Regions from separate parts of the Hordeum vulgare genome. Here region 2 is linked to region 1. Evidence: chromatin contacts called from public Hi-C data. All regions are on one chromosome and are shown on one strand. The core of a region is the stretch at or near the end of the contact, and the rest is flanking DNA. Distances in the headings are between cores, read along the strand shown. Region 1 holds the start of LOC123402290 (pheophytinase, chloroplastic). Region 2 holds the start of LOC123402947 (tubby-like F-box protein 5).

Region 1 (4,444 bases), core at 1,126-3,625:
TTAATTCTAACACTACCTTTCTGAATGAAAGCACCCACCCGGTCTCTTCAGGATTCGTTGAACCCCTTCATACGTAAGGCCTTTTGAAGGAACGACCATTTAACCTTATCATATGCCTTTTCAAAATTCACTTTAAAGATAACCCCATCAAGTTTCTTTGTATGTATTTCGTGCAACGTTTCATGCAAGTCGATGACCCTTTCTAGGTTGTGTCTCGCAGGCATGAACGTTGTGTGCGTTGGTTGGACTACCGAATGGCCAATCTGCGTCAACCTATTCCTGCCAATCTGCGTCAACCTACAAACTTGCATCCCTATGAAGTATGAACACCATGTCTCTAGTTGTTAAGCCACACTTGCGGCTCATCTACATGTTTGCCCCAAATTAACCTTCAAATGTAACAGAATGAGTACTTACACTTCTCGATTTACTCTGTCCCTAATATCGCTACAAGCTAAACGCTCAGATTTAAGCTAGTACTGTAGTATACATCCTCACGATCCTCGCTATGTTCCGTCCGGTTGGTGGTGCAAGCACAAGAATCAGACGACCTGGAGGCTGGGCTCGGCCGGCTTGTCGCCGGCCTCCTCCTCCAGTGACGCGAGCCACTGGAGCAGCGCCGCGTTGAACTGCTCCGGCGCCTCGTCGTGCGGGCAGTGCCCGGCCTGCAGGTTGACGACGGTGGAGTTGGCGTAGAACTCGTGGATCCGCGCCGCCTTGGCCGGGCCGACCCACGGGTCCAGGTCCCCCCACAGCAGCAGCAGCGGGCACGTCAGCTTCCCCAGCAGCTTGTCCAGCGTGTACCGGCTCTGGTTCGCCATGAACCGCGACATGAGCCTGTAGTACACCTCGCCGGCGTTCGGGTCGGCCGTCGGCGCCGTGATCGAGCTTATCAGGTACTCGTCCACGTTGCTCGGATCTTTGTACACCTGCACGCATTGGCAACAAATGAAGAATGGATGAGACGTTCATCCGTCGATCAGGTGTCTGTGGGTGGCTTTCGGCTGAGTTGCGTACGCTTTTGAGGACTTTCTCGACCCTGGCCGGCTGCTTGGCCTGCCAGAAGAGGAACCCGAGCACGACCCGCTGGAACGCCTCCTTGAGCGGCTTCACGATGAGCCTCGTCACCGCGCTCACCTCCTCCTCCGCCGCCTCTTCAGCCTTGGGTGGTGCGTTGGGGTCTCCGAACTGGCCGGCGGAGTTGAGCAGCACGACGCCCCGGACCAGCTCCGGCACCTCCGTCGCCGCGAACAACGTCGTGAAGCCACCTAAGCTGAACGCGAGTACGCGACCAACCATGCAACACCCGTGTCAGCGGGATGTTTGTGAAGAACTGTGTGTTCCTGAACTCTGAAGAATGATGTCCAGGACTCTAGGTACCTGTTGCCGACGACGACGGATGGCGACTGGACGACCTCCCTGAGGAAGTCGGAGACCTGCTCCATCCAGATGGTGGCGTCGTACTCCACCAGCGCCTTCTCGCTCCAGCCAAAGCCCAGCAGGTCCACGGCGTACACCTTGTACTTCTTGGCCAGCTCCGGGATGTTGTACCTGATCACCCAGTTCACAGTTGTTCAGACAACACCAACCAATCGGTTCAAGCACTTGTCAGCTCGCATTTCCCAATAACGGTTTCCCGCCACACAGGCCACGGAGAGCAGATAAGGTGATGATCGAGCTGAGCCGACGGCTGACCTCCAATGGAACGCCGACGCGCCGAAGCCGTGGATGAGCACGATGGGCTGGCCGGACCCTTGCTCCACGTAGTGTATCCTGCGGCCCCTCCACGTCCAGAAGCTGTACCCGTCCGCCTTGAACGGCAGCCTCTCCAATGCTGCAAGCAAACGAGATGAAGAACATGGATCTATCGATGTCTCGACTCTGAACTCTGAAGAAATAGCTAAGCTGAGGCTGACCTTGAGCAGCGGCGCCGTCGGAGGAGGTGGAGGAGGCGAGCAGCGAGGAGGAGACGGAGAGCGCTACCCCCTTGGTCAATAGGTCCCTCCTCTGCATCATCAGAAACTTGTTGCCTCCTGCCAACAACCGAAGAATCACAGGGTAATCAGTTCACGAGGAGTCCGACCGAATCACCCACGCATGTCTGTGAAAAGCAGAGAGAAGAACCAACCGTTGAGGCCAGTCCCGACGCCGCAGCGGCGGCCGGACGAGGACCGGAGGGCGGCCGCGGAAGCGGACGCGACGGACATCGGGGTACCAGCTGCCGTACTACGTGGCCGAAGGAAGGCTTGTGGAGAAGAAGCAACCTCGGCTCGCCTGAAAAAAGAAGCTCGGTAATTCGTGGGGACAGGCGGAGAGAGTTTTACTTGTAGGTTTGCGCCGGTGTTGGTGTGTGTGGGTGGCGAGCAATCGGGCAGCCGTGGCAGCGCCCGAGCCAAAAGTTCGAAAGGGAGGGATTCATCGACGCGACGTCGGGTCGGCCGTGAGGCCCACGGCAATCTACATGGCGAAGCCGGATAGTCGGACTTGCACACGGAAAGATACAGTATGCTTCTTGTGTAAGAGTACAAAGGAGAAGGGAAGTTAGCACATGTAATGAACAAATTTGACCCCCTAAATGACCGCGGACGCATCCGATTAGTGTCACTTTCTATTTGTTCGTCTACGCAATCATGTCCCTTACTTGCATTGGGGGTTAAAAAAATCCAGCCGTCCCCACCCCAGCCGGACACATGCAGAGAGAGAGGGGAGAGATTCCTTTTCTACATCCACATGATGGACCTAGCAGAAAAAAAGAAGAGGGAGAGAGGAGAGAGGCTGACATGTGTGATTTATGCATGTAAAAATAGCGTCGGACACCCCCCAAGCGCGCCAGAGGGGCTGGGTTCGGTCTGGGGTCGTTGGGCTAGTTTTGATTAGATCCGACGCAAAACGACGTTCTGGGGTATGGTTGGGACCTTTTTCTCCGTCGGTGCTAAAAAAGGTACTTCGAAGGGCGTCGTGGGAGCACGGCTCGAGATGCCCTTATAGGTCGGGTCACATGCATGTTTGTAGAAGGAAAGGACAAACAACAAGGGAGAATGAGTATCAACCCTAATAAGTGAAAAACAAAAGGAAAAAAGTTCTACTAGGAACAGGGGCACATAAGACTTCGGGGGACGAGGACGAACAATTCCAGAATACATAACATATTAGAGCCAATTAGAGAGACCTCCAAGGGAGATCATCCCGAGGTAGCCACCACCCTTGCTCCCGCATCTTCCAAGTTCACGGACAGAGCCCCAATGTACCTCATCCACTTCTCTTTCTGCTTCAACCTCGCTCTCGCCAAATCAATAGGGTAGATTTTCTACCAGCATCCCACAAAGAGGGTATGATCATTTCAACGCGCTCTCTTGCCTCTCCGGAGCACATAATCTTCCACTGGAAGCAGGTCAAGGCTATGCCCCTCAATATCATCTGCAATCCAAGCCAAATCTTATTATTAAAACATATATCATTTCTGCACCTTTAGATAGCCCAGAGAATAGCACCATGAATCAAGTTGTTGGGAGGTTCCTTTTATTGATCATCTACATGTGATCCACCTTTTCATAAATAGCATGGGTCCTAAGACTAGTGATGGAGCAATAATGTTCCCAATCTCAGAAGCAATTGTACACTAAAAAAAGTGGTTACACGATTCATTCTCACAACAAAATAAACATGAGACTCACCTAATTGTTGTCTCTTGCTCGAGTTACTCCTAGTCAGGAGCTTGTTATGAGATAACAATCACAAAAATATATGAATTCTAGGTGGTACTTTACAACAGAAGTATGAACAGGTTGAATACCTCTAAAATTCACAAAGGCATACTAGACGTGACATAATATATTCTATTTGATTCTAATTTCCAAAAAATGGCATCCTCTTCATTATTAAGAGAGATGGACTGGACAATACTGACCAGGTCCTACCATAAAGGGAGGAGCCTTTCATCAATACACCTTCTAAAGGTAATCATCAAGTGCTCACCATCCCAAACATTAGCAATGGGAACATTATGCTCATTATAAATTGTATATAGCCCCCAAAAATGAGTAGCCAAACTATAGTTACCAAACCAGTGATCCTCCCAAAACTTAAATTTCCTCCCACTCCCTACTTTCCAATGAAACTCCATTTTGGCTGCCTTAGTAGCCCACAAGACCCCTTTCCAAAAGGGAGAGGATCCAGTGTCCCGAGAGGATAAAGTATTAGGTTATTGGGTATTATACTTAGCATTAATAATATGTTTCCAGATTTTATCTCCCCCAATTGGTATTTTCTAACCCACGAGGCTAATAGACCGAGCTTCATATCAGCCAAGTTAGTATTACCTAAGCCCCCAAATTATTTCTTCTCGATGACTAGGTCCCAATTAGCAAGACGATGTTTATGGCGTCCCTCCTAATTATCCAAGAACCAGTGAGCCATTTGGGAATTAACTGTAGAGACAACCAAC
Region 2 (4,830 bases), core at 358-2,857, 260 kb after region 1:
TTTAGCAGCTTAGTCTATTTCTTAGCCAATGTTGTTCAACTCATGTGCAAGCAAAATCCTCAACCAAAATTGCGCCTAGACAATTTTTTGGGAGGGCAACCTTGTGCATAAATCAAACATACCCTAAGATTACATAACAACAAAACCACATGGACACACATGTGTAGCATCTCTTTTTGGTCTTTAGTTGGTACCAAAGCGACCTAATTTCAAGCATACGGATGTATTTATGTAAAGTACTACTCAGTGAAGGAAAATCAAAACAATAATGTCATACCACTTCCATCCCCATTAAGAAAAAATATATATCCTAATAAAGGCGTGTATGTCTCTTTTCCTCTTTCATGAAAGAACACCACCATAAGCAAAAGAAGTCGTGGTGTGTCCAAACTACCCCCATAACACGACACTACAAAATCAAAGCACAATAAATGCATGCAGAAAATCACAGAGTAAGAACAAAGCGAAAATCAATGTGATCTTTCCGTTATGCTCGCTCACCAATCAGAAAACAGGGGGATATTCGCTATTGAATTGCATGCCGCACATGCGATTGAGAAGAGTAGTTTCGGTGGACTCAAGGGCCCACAACACTGGAGTTTAAAGAGAGACTAATTTCCAATGGTAATTTCTTTTTGGCAGTTTTGATCTCTTTCCATTGCCCTTTGTCTTTTGTGCCGAGGATTTTCCGCTCTCCTTTCAAATACAGGGTGCATACATACTCCCTCCGCCCCATAATATAAGAGCGTAGTAAAAATGTTCTTATATTATGGGACGGAGGGAGTAGATGTCAAAGTGACACATCGATTTTTTCAGGGGTTGAAGCTATGAACCTTAAAATAGACCTTGACATTTCCTTCACCTACATAAAGAGACGTTGGAGCGAGTCATTTTGACAATTTGCTAGATTGGAGCTACGATCCCCCTAAGGCTGCTCATAGTGGAGATTAACATATAGTACTATCATGCATATGTTACTATTGTATGATAGTACCTTCATAGTGCATAGTATCATAAAGTAGTACGTATCATAGGTGATCTCATTTATTGACATGCATGACACATAGTAGCATAGCATTTAACATGTTACGGTATCTACCTATGTTACTATAATCCTCTCTCTCTTCTTTAATTACTTGCCACGTTACCATGTTTGCTAATCCCAAGACTATGTTACTAGCTATGATACCCCACTATGGCCAGCCTAAACCCCAAGACACCACCTTTTCGTTCCATCAACCGTTCATTGTATGCAGAGAGAAAGTCTTCGTAACACAAAAGTGCCTTTTAAGATGCTTTTAACCATGTAACTTGCTCTGCAACCACCTCACCTCACCTCACCTCACCAGAGCAGCCCAACCTCAAGACCAAAGCGTGAGTCCCACAGCGGCGTACACTCCATGTTGATGCATAGGATTCCCGTTGGGCAGCTGTGAGTTTTGGGGAGCCGCGAGGCGCGAGTAGTAGTAGCAGTACCTGCACACCTCGAAAGGTGAAAACTCAACGAGAGAGGAAAAAAGGAGCACCCCACAAAAAAGCCGTCCCCACCCTCCTTAAAAAACCCGCCTCCGTTCATTTTTTATTTCTCCGCGGCCCCTTTTATTATCCTCTCCCTAATACAAACCCACGCCCAAACTACACACACAGGGTTCACAGGAGCTGCAGCGAGCGGAGAGAGAGAGAGAGAGAGAGAGAGGGCGAGAGCGGAGGGAAAGAGGGAGAGGCTCCGTGGAGAAATCCTGAGCTCGGAGGAGGAAGGCAGGCGAGGGGGCGCTCCCTAATCTTGAGCTCTTTGGGGGGGGGGGGGGGGGAAGGAAGGAGCTCTTGGGGATCCAACGGAGGCGGGAATGAGGGAAACGGAGGGAGGGTTCTCGATCCGTTCTTGAGCCGATTCTTTTGATTTCCTGAGCCGCGGAAGCGGGGAAGCTTTGGATCTCGAGGCCACCCGAGCGTGAACCCTCGGTTTCTCCGGGCCCTCCTCGCTGCATTGCCTCCTCCCCAGATCCGGACTGCCGGGCGAGGAAGCGCCGGGTCCTCGCCCTCGCCGCCCACCTCAAATTCGCCCGGAAATTCCAGCTTCTTTAGCTGTCTCCGGAGCCCCGCGCTTCAGATCTTTCTCGAAATGTCCATTATTTTGGTTGGGTTGGACGCGGTGGTGGCGGCGACTACTTTATGAGCTGTCTCCTGCCATTTTTGGAGTAGATTCACCCGCAATGGCGGATCTTGCCATGGAGCTGTAAAGGGGGGCTCTTTCCGCGAGAGCGACAGCAGCTGGTCATAAGTTGCAATGTCTTTGAAGAGCATCGTGCGGGAGCTCAAGGAGATGAGGGACGGCATCGGGAGCATGTCCAGGCGCGGCGGCGTCTCCGACGGGCGCGCCGGCCACGGCCGCGGGGGGTCGCGGCATTCCTGGCCCAGCCTGTGGCCGGAGCCGCAGCCGCAGCCACAGCGGCCAGGCCAGGAGCCGCAGCAGCAGGGGCAGTGGGCGAACCTGCCGCCGGAGCTGCTGATCGACGTGATACAGAGGGTGGAGTCCAGCGAGGTGGCCTGGCCGGCGCGGCGCTATGTCGTGGCCTGCGCAGCCGTCTGCCGGACGTGGCGCGAGGTCACCAAGGATGTGGTGAAGACCCTCGAGGAGTGCAGCAGGATCACCTTCCCCATCTCCCTAAAGCAGGTATCTCCAGTCCCCCCACATCAATGCCTTCTTCCGCCATGATCTGTTTGCTCATCAAATGTGTGAGTCTGGATGCTTAACCTTGGTGGTTTGGCGCAGCCGGGGCCTCGTGATTGTCCCGTGCAGTGCTTTGTGAGGAGGGACAGGGCGACGTCCACCTATCTCCTCTACCTGGGGCTCAGCCCATGTAAGTCAATCTTGTCTGGTTGCTTCATCACATGGTTTATCGTTCCTTCTTGTTCTGGTACCATTGCATCAAGATGTATTGCTTCAGTCATACTTTTATGTTCTGGCACCACACGCAAGAATGCAATCGCAGAATAAGCGGTTTCCTTGTGAGTTAGTATGGCTGACCTATGCAAGGCGATTTGATGCATGATTTATTCCATTCAGTGGAATCTGTATCAGGTAATGCCCAGTTGTTTGTATCATAAAATTCCCCCTTTACATGCGAGATTCATATTAGAGTGCTCTCATGGACGGTTTGTGTATCATGCCTCTCTGTTCGAGTTTGTACTACTACGTTCCTTTGAAAAGAATCCTCAGAATAATGAATAACAATCAATCTAAGGGTTTCCCCACTACTGCAAGAGCTTTATTGATTGCTAGTCCTGAACTCCAAATTGTGAAGGGGGCTAACTGTAACTGGTTAACATTATTGTGGACACTGTAATTAGTTAAGTGAGGGTATACATATAGTAAAACTCCTTCCTTGATGCATCAAATTGGACCTGGGTCACTCATTGCTTAGCAAGTGTAGCAGGACTAGAAGCTGAACTCAACCGTTCATGCGGTGCATTAATTTTGACCAGAATAAGCTAGACATCATATGTGCAGTCCACAGCAAACCTTTTTTAGGATCAGTCCACATCAGACTTGGTAGGCAGTGGAGCAGGGTGCATTTAGAAAGATAGCTTGCACCACATCCTATTTTAAGATCAATTCATTTGCAGAGATTTAGACAGACACAAAAATCTACCAAAGCTCAAATATGCCCAACAATGTCACTGACTACTGTTCTGTATGTAATGCAGCTCTGCATGGGGAAAATGACAAGCTTTTGCTTGCAGCCCGCAAGATCAGACGTGCAGCTAGGACTTCTTTTGTGATATCGCTTATCTCTGATGATTTTTCTCATTCGAGCAGCACCTACGTTGGCAAACTGAAGTAAGCTTATTATTTTGTTGGCTCAGTTATATGCTTACTTTACTTTGCGTTTTTAACCACACGATCTTCTCCTGAATCAGACCAAACTTCCTTGGCACAAAGTTCACAATATTCGATAGCCAACCTCCTTGTGATGCTGCGGTGCTGCCTAACAACAAGCCAAGCAAAAGGCACTCGAAGCAAGTGTCACCAAGACTGCCGCTAGGCAATTACAATGTTGCTACCGTCTCATATGAGCTCACTGTCCTGCGCAACCGAGGACCAAGGAGAATGCAGTGCACCATGCACTCAATACCAGCCGTGTGCATTCAGGAAGGCGGCAAGGCCCCGACCCCTACTGGCATGGTACACTCACTCGACGAACAAGTGTCCACCTTATCAACCAGTAGTAAAGGAAAGGAACCGAACATCGAATTCTCCTCAACAAGCCTCACAGCTGATTTATCAGGACCGATCTCTACTAGCGAAGCACCTCTGCTTCTGAAGAATAAAGCTCCCCGCTGGCATGAGCAGCTGCAGTGCTGGTGCCTCAACTTCCGAGGGCGTGTCACCGTAGCATCGGTCAAGAACTTCCAGCTCGTCGCCTCGGTCGACCCCTCCCTTGGTGTCCCCGCGGCGGAGCAAGAGAAGGTGATCCTCCAGTTCGGGAAGATCGGGAAGGACATATTCACAATGGATTATAGGTACCCGTTGTCGGCGTTCCAGGCCTTTGCGATCTGCCTGACTAGCTTCGACACCAAACCGGCCTGCGAATGACCGAAGAAGGCGGCGTTAACCGGGCCAGCCAGCTTGAGACATTACCTGCCCCTTGGATGGTGTAAATTCTGATATCTTTGCTTCAATTCTCGGACGCTGCCCCTGGGGAGATGGATGGTAGGTGGTAGATTGATGATAGTTTTGCCGGATCAAGATGTGGGAGCAATGATATCTCCGTATCTTGGCAAACCCCCCAGGAAGATTTGGGCGAACTGTTGTAAGCGACTGCTATG

The links. A called contact is a pair of places that touch in the nucleus more often than the background predicts.
Region 2: a Hi-C map of seedling shows a contact between it and region 1, with 3 times the contacts expected there. The contact joins the promoter of LOC123402947 here to the promoter of LOC123402290 in region 1. A contact is called at or near these places in 3 of 6 Hi-C or Micro-C datasets (leaf and seedling) and 1 of 1 datasets of contacts at active chromatin or transcription factors (embryo).

What each region holds. Positions count from the first base shown.
Region 1 is chr6H:463,659,402-463,663,845 of MorexV3_pseudomolecules_assembly, forward strand. LOC123402290 (pheophytinase, chloroplastic) reads right to left here and starts at 2,376. Exons shown (of 6, transcript XM_045096191.1): 1 at 2,129-2,376; 2 at 1,917-2,033; 3 at 1,696-1,834; 4 at 1,381-1,551; 5 at 1,018-1,273; 6 at 317-929. The coding sequence starts at 2,207. The coding sequence ends at 543.
Region 2 is chr6H:463,922,046-463,926,875 of MorexV3_pseudomolecules_assembly, forward strand. LOC123402947 (tubby-like F-box protein 5) reads left to right here and starts at 1,608. Exons shown (of 4, transcript XM_045096916.1): 1 at 1,608-2,674; 2 at 2,774-2,861; 3 at 3,709-3,841; 4 at 3,922-4,830. The coding sequence starts at 2,288. The coding sequence ends at 4,597.